Linked DNA regions of Mus musculus: all the other regions are linked to region 3. A link is a contact called in public HiChIP or PLAC-seq and promoter capture Hi-C data. All regions are on one chromosome and are shown on one strand. Each heading gives the region's core, a stretch centred on a gene start, on an enhancer-like site or on the middle of the called end of the contact. The rest is flanking DNA. Distances are from core to core; before and after follow the strand shown. Region 1 holds the start of Znrf3 (zinc and ring finger 3). Region 2 holds the start of Xbp1 (X-box binding protein 1). Region 3 holds the start of Patz1 (POZ (BTB) and AT hook containing zinc finger 1).

Evidence for each region. Promoter capture Hi-C pulls out the DNA fragments that hold promoters and counts their contacts. HiChIP or PLAC-seq counts read pairs in DNA pulled down with a chosen protein or histone mark.
Region 1: a promoter capture Hi-C map of liver shows a contact between it and region 3, with 3 times the contacts expected there. The contact joins the promoter of Znrf3 here to the promoter of Patz1 in region 3. A contact is called at or near these places in 1 of 39 promoter capture datasets (liver) and 1 of 9 other capture datasets (liver).
Region 2: a contact with region 3 is called in an H3K27ac HiChIP or PLAC-seq map of double positive thymocytes, with 22 times the contacts expected there. The contact joins the promoter of Xbp1 here to the promoter of Patz1 in region 3. A contact is called at or near these places in 1 of 115 datasets of contacts at active chromatin or transcription factors (double positive thymocytes) and 1 of 9 other capture datasets (embryonic stem cells).

Annotation. Positions count from the first base shown.
Region 1 is chr11:5,442,495-5,446,428 of GRCm38.p6, reverse strand. It overlaps Znrf3 (zinc and ring finger 3), which reads left to right and starts at 1,582. Exons shown (of 9, transcript NM_001080924.2): 1 at 1,582-2,041. The coding sequence starts at 1,751.
Region 2 is chr11:5,518,229-5,522,018 of GRCm38.p6, reverse strand. It overlaps Xbp1 (X-box binding protein 1), which reads right to left and starts at 1,378. Exons shown (of 6, transcript NM_001271730.1): 1 at 819-1,378; 2 at 1-96. The coding sequence starts at 1,024.
Region 3 is chr11:3,288,392-3,292,604 of GRCm38.p6, reverse strand. Patz1 (POZ (BTB) and AT hook containing zinc finger 1) reads right to left here and starts at 2,148. Exons shown (of 4, transcript NM_019574.3): 1 at 721-2,148. The coding sequence starts at 1,991.

The sequences.
Region 1 (3,934 bases), core at 333-2,832, 2.2 Mb before region 3:
CACCAGTTCATGACTTCATACTTCTAAGGATTGCAACGCTAGCTATGCATGGCTATAATAATTGCTTTCCCCTTAAAGACTGGACTGTGCCAGGTGTGGTGGCACACGCCTTTAATCCCAGCACTCGGGAGGCAGAGGCAGGCAGATTTCTGAGTTAGAGGCCAGCCTGGTCTACAAAGTGAGATCTAGGACAGCCAGGGCTACACAGAGAAACCCTGTCTCGAAAAGACAAACAAACAAAAAAAAAACAAAACAAAACAAAAAAAAAGACTGGACTGTGCCTTAGTGGGTAAAGTCACAATCCTTGGAAATGACAGTGCTCCCGAGCAGTCAGTACTGATTAAGCTTGGCTTGGGGGAAACTAATGACTCTAGCTTTGTCAGTTACCTTCTGTGCCAAAGCTTTGGGTGGTCCAAACACAGTAACACAGTTCTGTGAATTTCTTTTCAATTGTATTTTCTATTCAACACATTGGCAAAACATTCCTTTTCAGTTTAAACTGTAACCTCGATGCGCTGATTACTCAAGGAAACACTCAATGACTTTTCTTTTTGTCTTAATATTTTGGGTGTGGTAGCAAGTAGAAGCAGATCACCCTAACCAAATATTTGCAAATATTTAAACAAAGCCATTCAGGTCAGGGAGGGAAGACGACTGAGGAAGTAGAAATTGAATGTGGCTTTTAAAGGAGGATTGTGAGTCTCATAGATTTGCTGAGAAAGGAAAAATCCTGTTCCAAAAAGGGGAAGAGAATTAAAAGTTTATCTTCTGGGTGACTGGGGACGTCTGGGTTCGGAGCACGTGTCTTTGGTATGTTTGGCAACCAGAAGTCTGTGCATTAAGCGTGTTGACTCTTCCGCCCTTCTGCACATGGTGAGATTTGAAGGGAGTGTTGGAGACGGTCTCCAGGGCTGCGGAAAGATGAACTCCATTAGAATCTAGATAACTTCTTCAAGTTCTCCGCCACCTGTCCTCACTCCTTTAGTTGAGGGTAACTGTCTATGTGACACCCACGTAAGAACTGGACGTGTCCCGGCGGGTTGCAAACTGCCACTGACCGCCCGGGGCCTTTCGCGGTCCCTGGAGGTGGTAGGGCGCGAGCACCGAGTGCGGGTGGCCAGCAGTGCCGGAGCTGCGGATGAAGCATCCTTGGACGGAAGGACGAGGCCTTTGACGCCCCAATGACTCTAATTGCGGCACCAAAGCAGGGTGCGCCGAGGGGGCGAAACCGCCCGGGAACAGGTTGAGGATCTTACTCTCCCCGTACTCCAGCAACTGCCAAGAGAAATGTCTGCCGCGGAGGGCGGAGTACAGACCAGGGGGCGTGGCTAAGAGGAAGGGGCGTGACCGAAAAAGACTACCTGGGCGGAGCAAGGGTGGAGGGGCGTGGCTAAGAACGGAGTCGGGGCGGGACTCAGTCGATTGGGCGGGGCGGGCGAGGCCTCTGGGCCCCGCCTCTCGCCGCAGGCGCGCCCGCCCCGCCTACCCGCTCCCCTCGGAGGTGGCCGCGGCCGAGCGCGGGGAGGGAGGGGAGAGCGGGTCACGACGCTGCGGGGGCGGGGATAACCCCTCACGTGGAGCAGATGAAAGGGCCGCGGCGCGACGGCCGGGGGAGCGGAGCAGAGCCTGCGACCCACAAAGCCGCCGCCGCCGCGATGGTGCTGTGAGGCGACCGCCCGCGCTCGGTCCTCCGCCGGCCCGCGACTATGCCCGGCCGCGCCCGCCCTCCGCGCCCTCCCGCCGCAGGACCATGAGGCCACGCTCGGGCGGGCGCCCAGGGGCCCCGGGCCGCCGCCGCCGCCGCCTCCGCCGCGGCCCCCGCGGTCGTCGCCTGCCGCCGCCGCCGCCGCTGCCGCTGCTTCTCGGGCTGCTGCTGGCGGCCGCGGGGCCCGGCGCGGCGCGGGCCAAGGAGACGGCGTTCGTGGAGGTGGTGCTGTTCGAGTCGAGCCCGAGCGGCGACTATACCACCCACACCACCGGCCTCACGGGCCGCTTCTCGCGGGCCGGGGCCATGCTCAGCGCCGAGGGCGAGATCGTGCAGGTAGCCACCCGGGCCCCGCGCTCCGCCGCCACAAGATGGCTCCGGGGGCTGCGCCCGCCGACCCCGCCGCGGGCTAGCGGGCGGGCGGGCGGGGGGGAGGCGCGGAGCCCGGCGGCATCCCTCCCAGGCGGGCGGGACGGGGCCTCCGGGGCACGGCGGCTGAGGCGAGCGCACGTGGGGGCTCGGCCTCCGGTGGGTGCACCGCGCCGGGGTGGGGGTGGGGACGCTGAGCTGGGCATGGGCGCCTGGGCGGCACTCTTGAGTTGGCGGGACGTTTTTCTCCCTCAGGTGAAAGTCCCGGGAACTACCTGTTGAATGCCAACTTTGCAAAGGCGAGACAAGTTGAAGGATGGAGCGACTTCTTAGAGGTCGCAGGCTTTGCTTTTCCATCCACGTTTGCTCCGTTTTCGGAGCGACCCAGTTGCCGGGGTGCACATCTTCAGGTTATTTTTGCTGAAATCTACTGGCAGCCTTACCTAGACACCAACCCTCTGGCAGGGCTCTGGACGGGCAGCAGCAGGAAGGGAGCAGGCGGAGCTGGCTGAGGAGTGGGAATTGGCAGAGCACTGTCGTGGCCGTGCCTCAGATTACAGGGGATGAGAAAGACCGCAGGCTCGCCCCTGGGTCAAGGACTAATACCGAAGAGGCCTGCAAACCCGAGCCAGGGTCTCTCACTGACAGGGCCTCCACCTTGCTCCAAATGAAAGAGGGCTGCGTCCCAAAGGAGGCTGGCTAGGGAGAGCTTTGAGCTGTCCCCAGTCTTTGAGGAGGGACTCTCAGTCGAAGCCTCAGCGGATGGATAGCTGCATAGATTTCCCGCTCCCTCGACGATGGTTTTTATCCACTACCATGTTCCAGGGCAGCGCACTTATGGTTGTTAGGCGCACCTCTGGTAGGAGTGATCTGATACGGTTGGCTCGTCTTTGAATCTTTTGGAACTTTAGAGGCCTATAGTTTGGATCTCCGGTGCTTTGCTCTTGGGTGAATTATGAAGAGAAAAGGGACTGTGTGGGATGACTTCAGAGCAGCTCCGAGTGTAGACAGGAGGGTGAAGCTGCACGCAGAGCTTTGAGTTGATGGGACACGGGCCAATACGGTGTAGCTCCTTAAAGGTGTGTGTCTTTCCAAAGCTGGAGGAGGACCCTATGGCTGTGATTAGAAAGCATTGTTTTGTGGTGCTCTTATTCTTATCTATAGAAAGCGAAATACATGTTTGACCAATTTCTGTGACTACAGATGTTGCTAACGGTGCTGTTCTCCCCCCCCCCATGTTATTGTTACTGTCATTAATATACAAGCTTTAGAGAGGATGCTTGGCTGAAGATACCTAAACAACTCTATTGCAGGCTTTAAGAAGAGTTTGAATTTTAAGTCTTGCTTCTTGTGAGTCCTTGTCGTTCTTTGAGGCTTTCCCTGTGCCCTGATGGCTTTAGAAATGTTTGATTTACAGCCTTGAGGGTGGGGGTTGCAGCTGAGGGGAGTATGTTTTAACGTGGCACTTCACTTTTTGAAGGAGACTTTTGAAGTTTGAGATTTTTATCTGCAGTGTTTAAACTTGAGCCATTCTCTGTGGTAGTTTGTCTGGGGAGCTATTCATTATGCATAATGCTGTGCTTTGCAGATATTCTTGGGTTCACTATTTAATACAAAATTAGCAGTTTAAACACACCATTTGTAACTATTTTATCCTGACAAGTAGAGAGATAATGTGTGAGTTTGGCAGGACTCTGTTCTCTTGAGAAGTTTTTGAAGTGCTTATCTAATTCTTTTGTAGTCTACTAGACTCGCACCTCCCTTTCAAATTAAGTCAACAGTCACTAAGGGGAGAAAAATGACTTAAATGGTATTTAATAAGTTTACCTGTTAAGCAATCACTAATGATGTCCTTAATTC
Region 2 (3,790 bases), core at 129-2,628, 2.2 Mb before region 3:
TCTTCTTCCAAATCCACCACTTGCTGCTCCAGCTCGCTCATCCGGGCTTTCTTTCTATCTCGAGCAGTCTGCGCTGCTACTCTGTTTTTCAGTTTCCTTGGGGAGGAGACAGGGAACATAACTGAGTCATCTCCAGCTTTCATGTGTCTTCATTTGTAGACGTGGCCAGCTGGTGCTTTCGTTGACTTTACAGAATAAGGCTTAGCAAGTAAACACGCTTAAAGCTCCTATCAAAACGCACACGCACACGCATACACACGCTGCTTTCTATCCACAGGCCTTGAAGACTTGCTTGATTCTCTCCCGTGCGGCTGTCCACCCGGATCTCATTTTACCACCGGGCTGATACATTCCCGTTGCGTCATATGCTTCTTCCCTCCTCCCCCGCTACTTTCTGGGTCCAATTCCGTCCCACAGGCTCCTTGCTAGAGCGATATCCGTGAAGGCGGCGGGGACGCTACCAACTGTCCCTCCCCAAGCCAAACTCTCGGGATGCCGGACGCTGTGGACTCGGTTCCCAGGGTGGGGTTCCCAAGTGGCTGCAATGACAGCTGGAGCGGTTCCTACCCTACGACCACAAAGAGCGAGCATTTACAGAGGACTGGGCGTCGGGCACCTTCTTCTGTGCCTGTGTCGGGAGCTCCTGCACACACCCCCGACGCAGACCTTCGGAGGGGCATCCCCCTCAGCTCCGCTTCCCAGGTTAGACACTAGAGGTGAATCTAACCCACCGTACGGAGCCCACCAGCTGGCACACACGAGAGAGTCCCAATCCCAGTCCTGCCGCCCCGCGCCCCAGCCTTGCCCGCCGGGCCCACCTCCGCAGCGCTTTCTCCTCCGGGCTCAGGTGCGTGAGCCGCTGCCGCTTGCGAGCCTGCGGTGTCCCGCTCGCCTCCGACCCTGCTGCCCGCGGACCGGGTACCATGAGCGGCAGCGCCCGGCCGCCGGAGGCGGGCTGGCCAGATAAGAGTAGCACTTTGGGGGCCGCCGTGGCCGCGCTCGGCGCCGCTGCCACCACCACCATAGCCAGGAAACGTCTACGCCAGCGCCGCCACCGCCCCGTGGCCTCCTGCCGCGCCCAGCCTTTCTAGGGTCGTGGCCGTCCGCGATTGGCCGGTGCTCCGTGACGCGCGGGTATATTCATCACTTATTGGTCCTGTAGTCCCGGGGGCGGGCTCAACTCGGGCGGGGTGAGTGTCCAGCGTGGCTGCACAGCTGTTCTCCGCCGTGCAAACTGGGCCTTAGGGTGGATGGACGGTGGCGACCACTGGTTGCTGGAGTCCAAGGATCTTCGGCAGACGTCCCCACCCCGGCTGAGGATTGCCAGGCTGTCCTCTCAGGCCAGATTTCCAGACCGAGTCTCACGGTTTTACCCTAGCCCGACCCCATTTTAATGTCCGGCGCTACGTCCCCCGTCCCGTCCCCCCCCCCCCCCCACTTCCCAGTACAGCAGAAAATTGAACTGGTGGCATATCCGGCTTAGGGTTAGCGGACACACACACACACCTGGGAAATTTTCACAAAATGAGTCTTTAGAAAATGAGATGATTGCAAAACTAAATGTAGCAGGGTAGTACTCACTTGTAATCTCAGCACTTTATTGCCAGTTTGAGAGCAGCCTGGGCTACATAGGGAGGTCTAGCTAGGCCAGCTGGGGCTATAGATCAAACCCTATTTCATATAAATTAATTGATATAAATTAATAACTTTAAAAGAAAACACTAGAGCCTTGGCTAGCATGTAGTAAGGGATTAGTAAATAAAGTCTGCATAGTGAGAATACATGTGGTTTCGTTTTTCTTCTTATTTCTGATCTCTTCTGGTATGAGCTTTTATCACTGTTGTCTTTGTTTTGCTGTGCTGGAGCCAGACCCCAGAACCTAATGCTCTAGCACTCCACTATTCCCCTTTACTGTGGAACTAGAGATACCACTGAGCTATATATACCTCCAGACTTTAGTATTCCTTTCATTAGGGAATGGGAGTGAGGAGGGGGTGGAAATAGGTTTCAGGGGATGGGATGGGGTGGGGGAGAGTGTACTCTTCTATTGCTTTCCGCCTTATAAGAGTCAGTGCACTTGAAGCTTGCCCCTGAGGCTATGCTGGCTGGCCATTACACCTCCATGGTCTGCTTGTCTCTGCTCTCTGCCACTGGGGTTACGATCAGGCTCAGCCTTGCCAACCTTTCACCTGGGTGCTGGGCGTTTTTCACCTACACAGCCACCCCTACATTAGTATTTTTTTTCCTTTTCCTATTTCCAATAATTTATTTTTTATTCACTTTATATCCCAATCATAGCCCCCTCTTCCTAGTCCCACCCTTACAAATCCCCCCCCCCCATTGCTCCCTCCCCTTCTCCTTAGAGAATACCTCTTTGATACCACCCTACCCTGGGACATCTAGTCTCAGCAGGACTAGGTACAACATCTCCCATTGAGGCCCAACCAGGCAGTCCAGGGAGGCGGAGGGGATCCAATGGCAGGGAACAGAGACCAAGATAGCTCCACTCCACTTGTTAGGGGACCCACATACAGACCAGGCTGCACGTTTGCTACAGATGGGGGTGGGGGGGATAAGTTCAGCTCCTGTAGGTTTCCTTGTCAGTGGCCCAGGCTCTGTGAGCCCCCATGGTCCCAGGTTAGTTGACTCTGTATGTCTCCTTGGGGCATCCTTGACCCCCTTCCACTGCTCAGTTCTATTCCCATCTCTTCCACAAGACTCCCAGCTCAACTCAATGCTTAGCTGTGGGTCTCTGCATCTGTCTCCATCTGCTACTGGATGAAGCCTCTCGGAAGACAGTTATGCTAGGCTCCTGACTGCAAGCTTAGCAGAGCATCATTAGTAGTGTCAGGGATCCGCTCTCTCACATGGGATGGATCTCAAGTTGGGCCGGGCATTGGTTGGCTATATTGGTCTGCTCCATCTTTATCCCTGCACTTCTTATAGGCAAGGCGATTGATGTCCCCTTCTCTCCTCTAGAAGTCTTGCCTGGCTACAGGAGGTGGCCACTTCAGTCTCTATATCCCCCTCTGGTAGGAATCTCAGCTAGGGATACCCCCATAGACTTACCCTCCTCCCTGCCGCCCCATCCAAGGCCTCCAGCTCATCACCAGAGAACACAGCATCCTCACCCCCAGCCCTCTCCCAACCACCCCCATGCATCAGGTTGTTTTGGTTTTGCTTTTTTTGAGGTTTTTTTTTTTTTTTTTTTTTTTAGATTTATTCATTTTATGTATGTGAATACACTCACTCTCCAGATACACCAGAAGAGGGCATCGGATCCCATTTCAGATGGTTGTGAGCCACCATGTGGGTGCTGGAACTTGAACTCAGAACCTCTAGAAGAGCAGTCAGTGTTCTTAACCACTGAGCCATCTCTCCAGACCCCACATTAGTATTGTTTTAATAAGGAGAAAATAAAATGTTCCTTGTGAAAACAGAGCCAGGCTTTACCCTGGATCCCTTGGCCTGTGGCAAAGTCACGCAGGAGGCTAGAACTGGTTGTTTTGTTGGTTGCTTGAGTTTTTTGTTTTGTTTTGTTTGTTCTAAACCAGCAAAGTTTGGTTTTACCCTAGATCTCTGATCTATCTAGGTTCTGGTTCTTGGTCCCCCAAGTCATCCAGGGAGGAGAGCCAGGCTCATTTGGAAGAGGAGGCACCCGTTGGCAGTAAGAGAGCAATTTAGACCAAGATATTAAACCCAGAGAAACCTGAGACTACTCACAGATGCACGTTTGTTTTCTGGAAGCAACTCCAGGTGTTAAGTTCCCTAGATTACAAACAGAATCTCT
Region 3 (4,213 bases), core at 899-3,398:
AAACCAGCCCTCTGCTCCCAGGCAAGTCTTCAGTTCCCAAGAAGGCTCTCTGAAAGTTGAAAAGAAGGTCTGTCCTGAGAACAAACAGACGACCTGTGGGTCCACTGGATTCTGAAGCCACCACGTCAGAGCGCATCAGATTCCAGTATTACTACTGCAAAACAGCCCTGCGTAGCCGGCTTTTATGTCTCTCAAACCTAGGGTCACATGAGGGGCAAAGCTGGAACCTACTGCTGCAGGCCAGCCTGTTCAAACTGGTGGAGGATCTAGGCCTCGGGAGTGTAAGGAGTCCTAGACACACTTGTTCAGTTCTTCCCTCCGAAGCCATTCAGGCGGGGAAAGTCGAGGGAGGAGCCCAGCCTCCCGCCCCCAGAGGGGGCCCCACGCCTGGTGCCGGAAACACAAAGGGAACCAGGGGAGAAGAATGGGGAGGCCCAATGGCTCTGGCCTAAGGAATCCGGCCCCTTCCTACAAGGCCCCTGGGAGGGTGAAGCTAGTAAGCACCCTGGTGCCAGAGAACTTGCCTGAAGGCATAGATGCAGCTCTTGGCCACACCATCAAAGTTGGAGATCTTAAAACATTTAAACATGTTATGTTCTATTAAGGTCCAGTGACCCTCTACCCCCACAAGATCCACATCCCCAGATCCTGGGAAGGATCTGTCTCGAGACAGAACTAAGATAATACACAGCAGGGAGTGGGGGAGGGTGCCATCCTCACCTGGAGAAACCTTTCCCACAGCTCTGGCAGATGTACGGTTTGCCCACTGACCCATCATGGGACCTCACATGGTACGACATTCGGTCTTTTCTCTTGAACCGCAGACCACACACCGGGCACGAGTACGGCTTCTCCCCCGAGTGGGAAAGCTTATGCCGGTTGAGATGGTATACGTCACGAAAGATCTTGCCACAGATCTCACAAGCCACTTGCTTCCTGGTCCGGCTCCTTTTTCTGGGGCCATCGGGGTCCTCGGAGATGGGTAACCCATTCTCACCCAGCCTTGGAGGAGGAAGATCGATATAGCCCAACTGGAGGCTTGTGACGCCGTGCTGGGCCTCATGTTGCCGGAGCCGGTTGGCGTCAGTGAACACCTTCCCGCACAGGCCACATGGAAGGATGCCTGCTTCCCTCAAGCCCCCTGGAGACCCAAACATGGAGTCCAGCAGGTTGGCCTTCCTGGGGCGTCCCCGGCCTCGCTTGCTAGTTAGTGGAGGTGCACTGGATGCCACATTAGGGAACGGAGAAGTCAGTAGTTGGGGGGATAGGGGTCCAGCCACCATGGGCAATCTGTCCACCCCGGGTAACACAGGCAGAGAAGCTTGGCCCGCAATAGCAGCACCTGTGGCCCTGGCAGCCTCCTCCTCGGGCTGCATACTGCCAGCAATACCGTTACTGTTGGCTGCCATGGCTGCCCCGTTGGTCATGTCCAAAGGGAAGCCCAAGTCAGAAGTCCCAGGTGGGCGAAAGAGCATGATATCAGCCCGGGCAGGGGGCACGAGGATCTGCACGTTGGACTGTTTGATTACTTCCTGGCAGATCTCGATGACCGACCTCATCAGCAGGAACTTGGCGGCCGTCATGAGCTCGGGGAAGCTCTCTAGGCGCACAACGATTCGGGACGTATAAGCGAAGTCCAGGATGTCTCCGAACACTTTGGAACTGATGGTGTGCATCTCCAGTTCGCGGCTGCCTCCAGCTCCGCCGCCTGGAGCCGCCGCCGCGCCTCCCACATCAGCAGGACCACCATCTGCAGCTCCGCCGTCGCCTAACTGGGCGCTGAACACAGACTCAAAGTACTCGCTGCAGGCAGCCAGTACGGCGCGGTGCGCTGGGAAGCTCTCGTCGCCTACTCGTAGGAGCACGTCGCAAAAGCGCCCGCCGTTTTTGCGTTGTTGGTTCAGGTTGTGCAGCATCTCCGTACTGTGTCTGCTCACCTGGTAGGTGTAGCAGCCCGACGGACCGCAAGAAGCGTCGTTGACCCGCTCCATGGTCGCTGCCCCTTCCCCACTCGCCGGGCCGGGCACCCGCCAGTCCCTGGTCCCTTCCCTTAGGCAGCGAGACGCCTTTTGCAGCGGACCACTCACACTCCCCGCACGTGCGGCCCAGGGCTCGGTAGTACTCTCAGGTGCGCCCAGCGCACACGCCCCCTGCTCTAATAAAAAGGGCTAGACCCAGCGGGGCACTGCCCCCCACATTGCCGCCCTTAACCTCCGCCGGACCCGCGTAGCACTCCCTCTCCGCCTGCCCGCCTCCCTCTCTAGGTCTACCTTCCAGGGGTAAACGAGCGAAGAGGTGCGCCCCTCCTGCAAACGCAGCTGCCACCTCCCCTCCCGCCCGCCAGGCGGCGCCGGCGCGCGGCCAAAAGGCGCGCGCGCGCGCGCGGGGAGGAGGAGGGGTCCGCCGCGCAAGCGCAAGCGCGCGCTCCGAGGCTTTTCCCGGGCCCACTGGGGGCGCGCGCTGCGTCCCCTGCAAAGCGCGAGCCGGGGTGGGGGCGCCGGAGCAAAGGAAACAAAAGGCGAAGGCGAAGGCGGCGGTCCGCGCGCACAGGGGCGGTGGCGTAGGCCGAGTCTTGGAGCCCGGCGAAGGCGGCGGCCGAAGCGAGCGGGTGGCAGTAGCAGGGTGGGCCCTTTCCCAAGCCAGGCACGAGTGGCGGCGGCGCTGCGGCCCCAGGCTCCGTGCGTTCGGAACGGAGGAAAGATGGCAGCGGCTGCACTTCCTCTTGCACTTTCACCCCTGGGGGGAGGAGAAGGAGGGGGCGATACCAACAACACCCCCCCCCCCAGCTTGCAGAAAGAAAAAAAAGCAGCGAGCTCGGCGTGGGGGGTCTCGGTCGCCCCGACTCAGCACGTGCGCATCCGGCTCCCTAGCTTGGGCCGCCTAGCGCTGCAAACTTTCCACTTTCTTTGTGCCGAACGCCCCCCCCCCTCACCCAGCGGAGGATGCACGTCCCCCATTCCCTATTTATACAACCCCCCCCCCTGCAGCTCCGCTCCGCTCGCTTCCTGCCCCCACTCCCCAGCTCCGCCAATGCTAGCGCAGCCTGATCCTCCGCCTCCCCACCCCGCCCGCGGGGCCCGGGGCTGCAGCCTCAACCACCCCCCACACACCACCACCCCCCCCCCGACCCCGGCCAATACGATCTGAGCGCCGAGCCAGCAAACCAGCTACAGCCGCCCCTCCGCTGCCCGCCCAGAGTGTAGGCGAGCGTGCGGGATGGGCAGCCAGAGCCTGTGGATCTGAGCCCCCCAGCCTACCTTGCGCACCCGCAGGTCGGACGGGCATCAGCACCCTGCCTAGTTCTCCTTTGATGGCCGAAATCCCTAGAAGTCGGCTGAGACCTCCCGCTCTGCTGCCCTAGGAAGGAGACGGGATCCCGATCCGACGCAGGCGGAACCTTCTGCCTGCCTCACACTGACCGAGGCAAATGCCCGGCACGCCTGGATAACTAGAGATAGGTCGTTTTCCCCACCCACAGCTACTTGGGCTTTGTGCCCCAGGGAGCGTGAAGTCACAAGCCAGCTCAGAGAAGGGACAGTATGATGGCGATGGACAAAATCAACGACCCCTGCATGTCCCAGCAGTTTTGTAAGAAAACTAGGGAATCCAGAGATCAAGAAGCCCCCTCGATCTTCCCCAAGCCAGAAGCTTGCTTATTAGCCCTTGCCGCCCGGCAAAATGCCGGCCACTTTGACCACGGACCGTGCGGCCAGGCTAGAGCGCATTGTCCCTAAGACGCCTGAGGATGCTATTAGGCGAGGGTTGCACACAGGTTCGTCTGCTTGGGCTGTCGCTGAGCTATTGGTATCAGAGACTGTAGGCAAAGCACGTGTACTGGCGCGAAGTTCCCACAGTTGCGAGAGGAGCGAAGCACGTATTCCAAACTTTGCACGGCTCCAAACTGAGCGCTTCCATTAAATGTAGCGGTGTGTGTGGAAAAGCATTCTGGGTATTACCATGCAAATGAACGGGACCAGCTTTCATCTCGGCTTGGGGTTCCCACCAGCGTGCGCCTAGCCTGTTACTCATCTCACTGAGGCTTTTCGGCATGGCACTGTAAAGAGGACCCTAGTTCAAATCCTAGACCTGAGCGCTCTCGTTATGTCTCGGTGCCAGTTACTTGGCTTCTGTGAGCCAGTTTTGTAACCTGTGCCCCGGACAAAGTTGAGAATTCACCCTCCTCAGACAGTTACACTCCAGATTTCCTGAATAA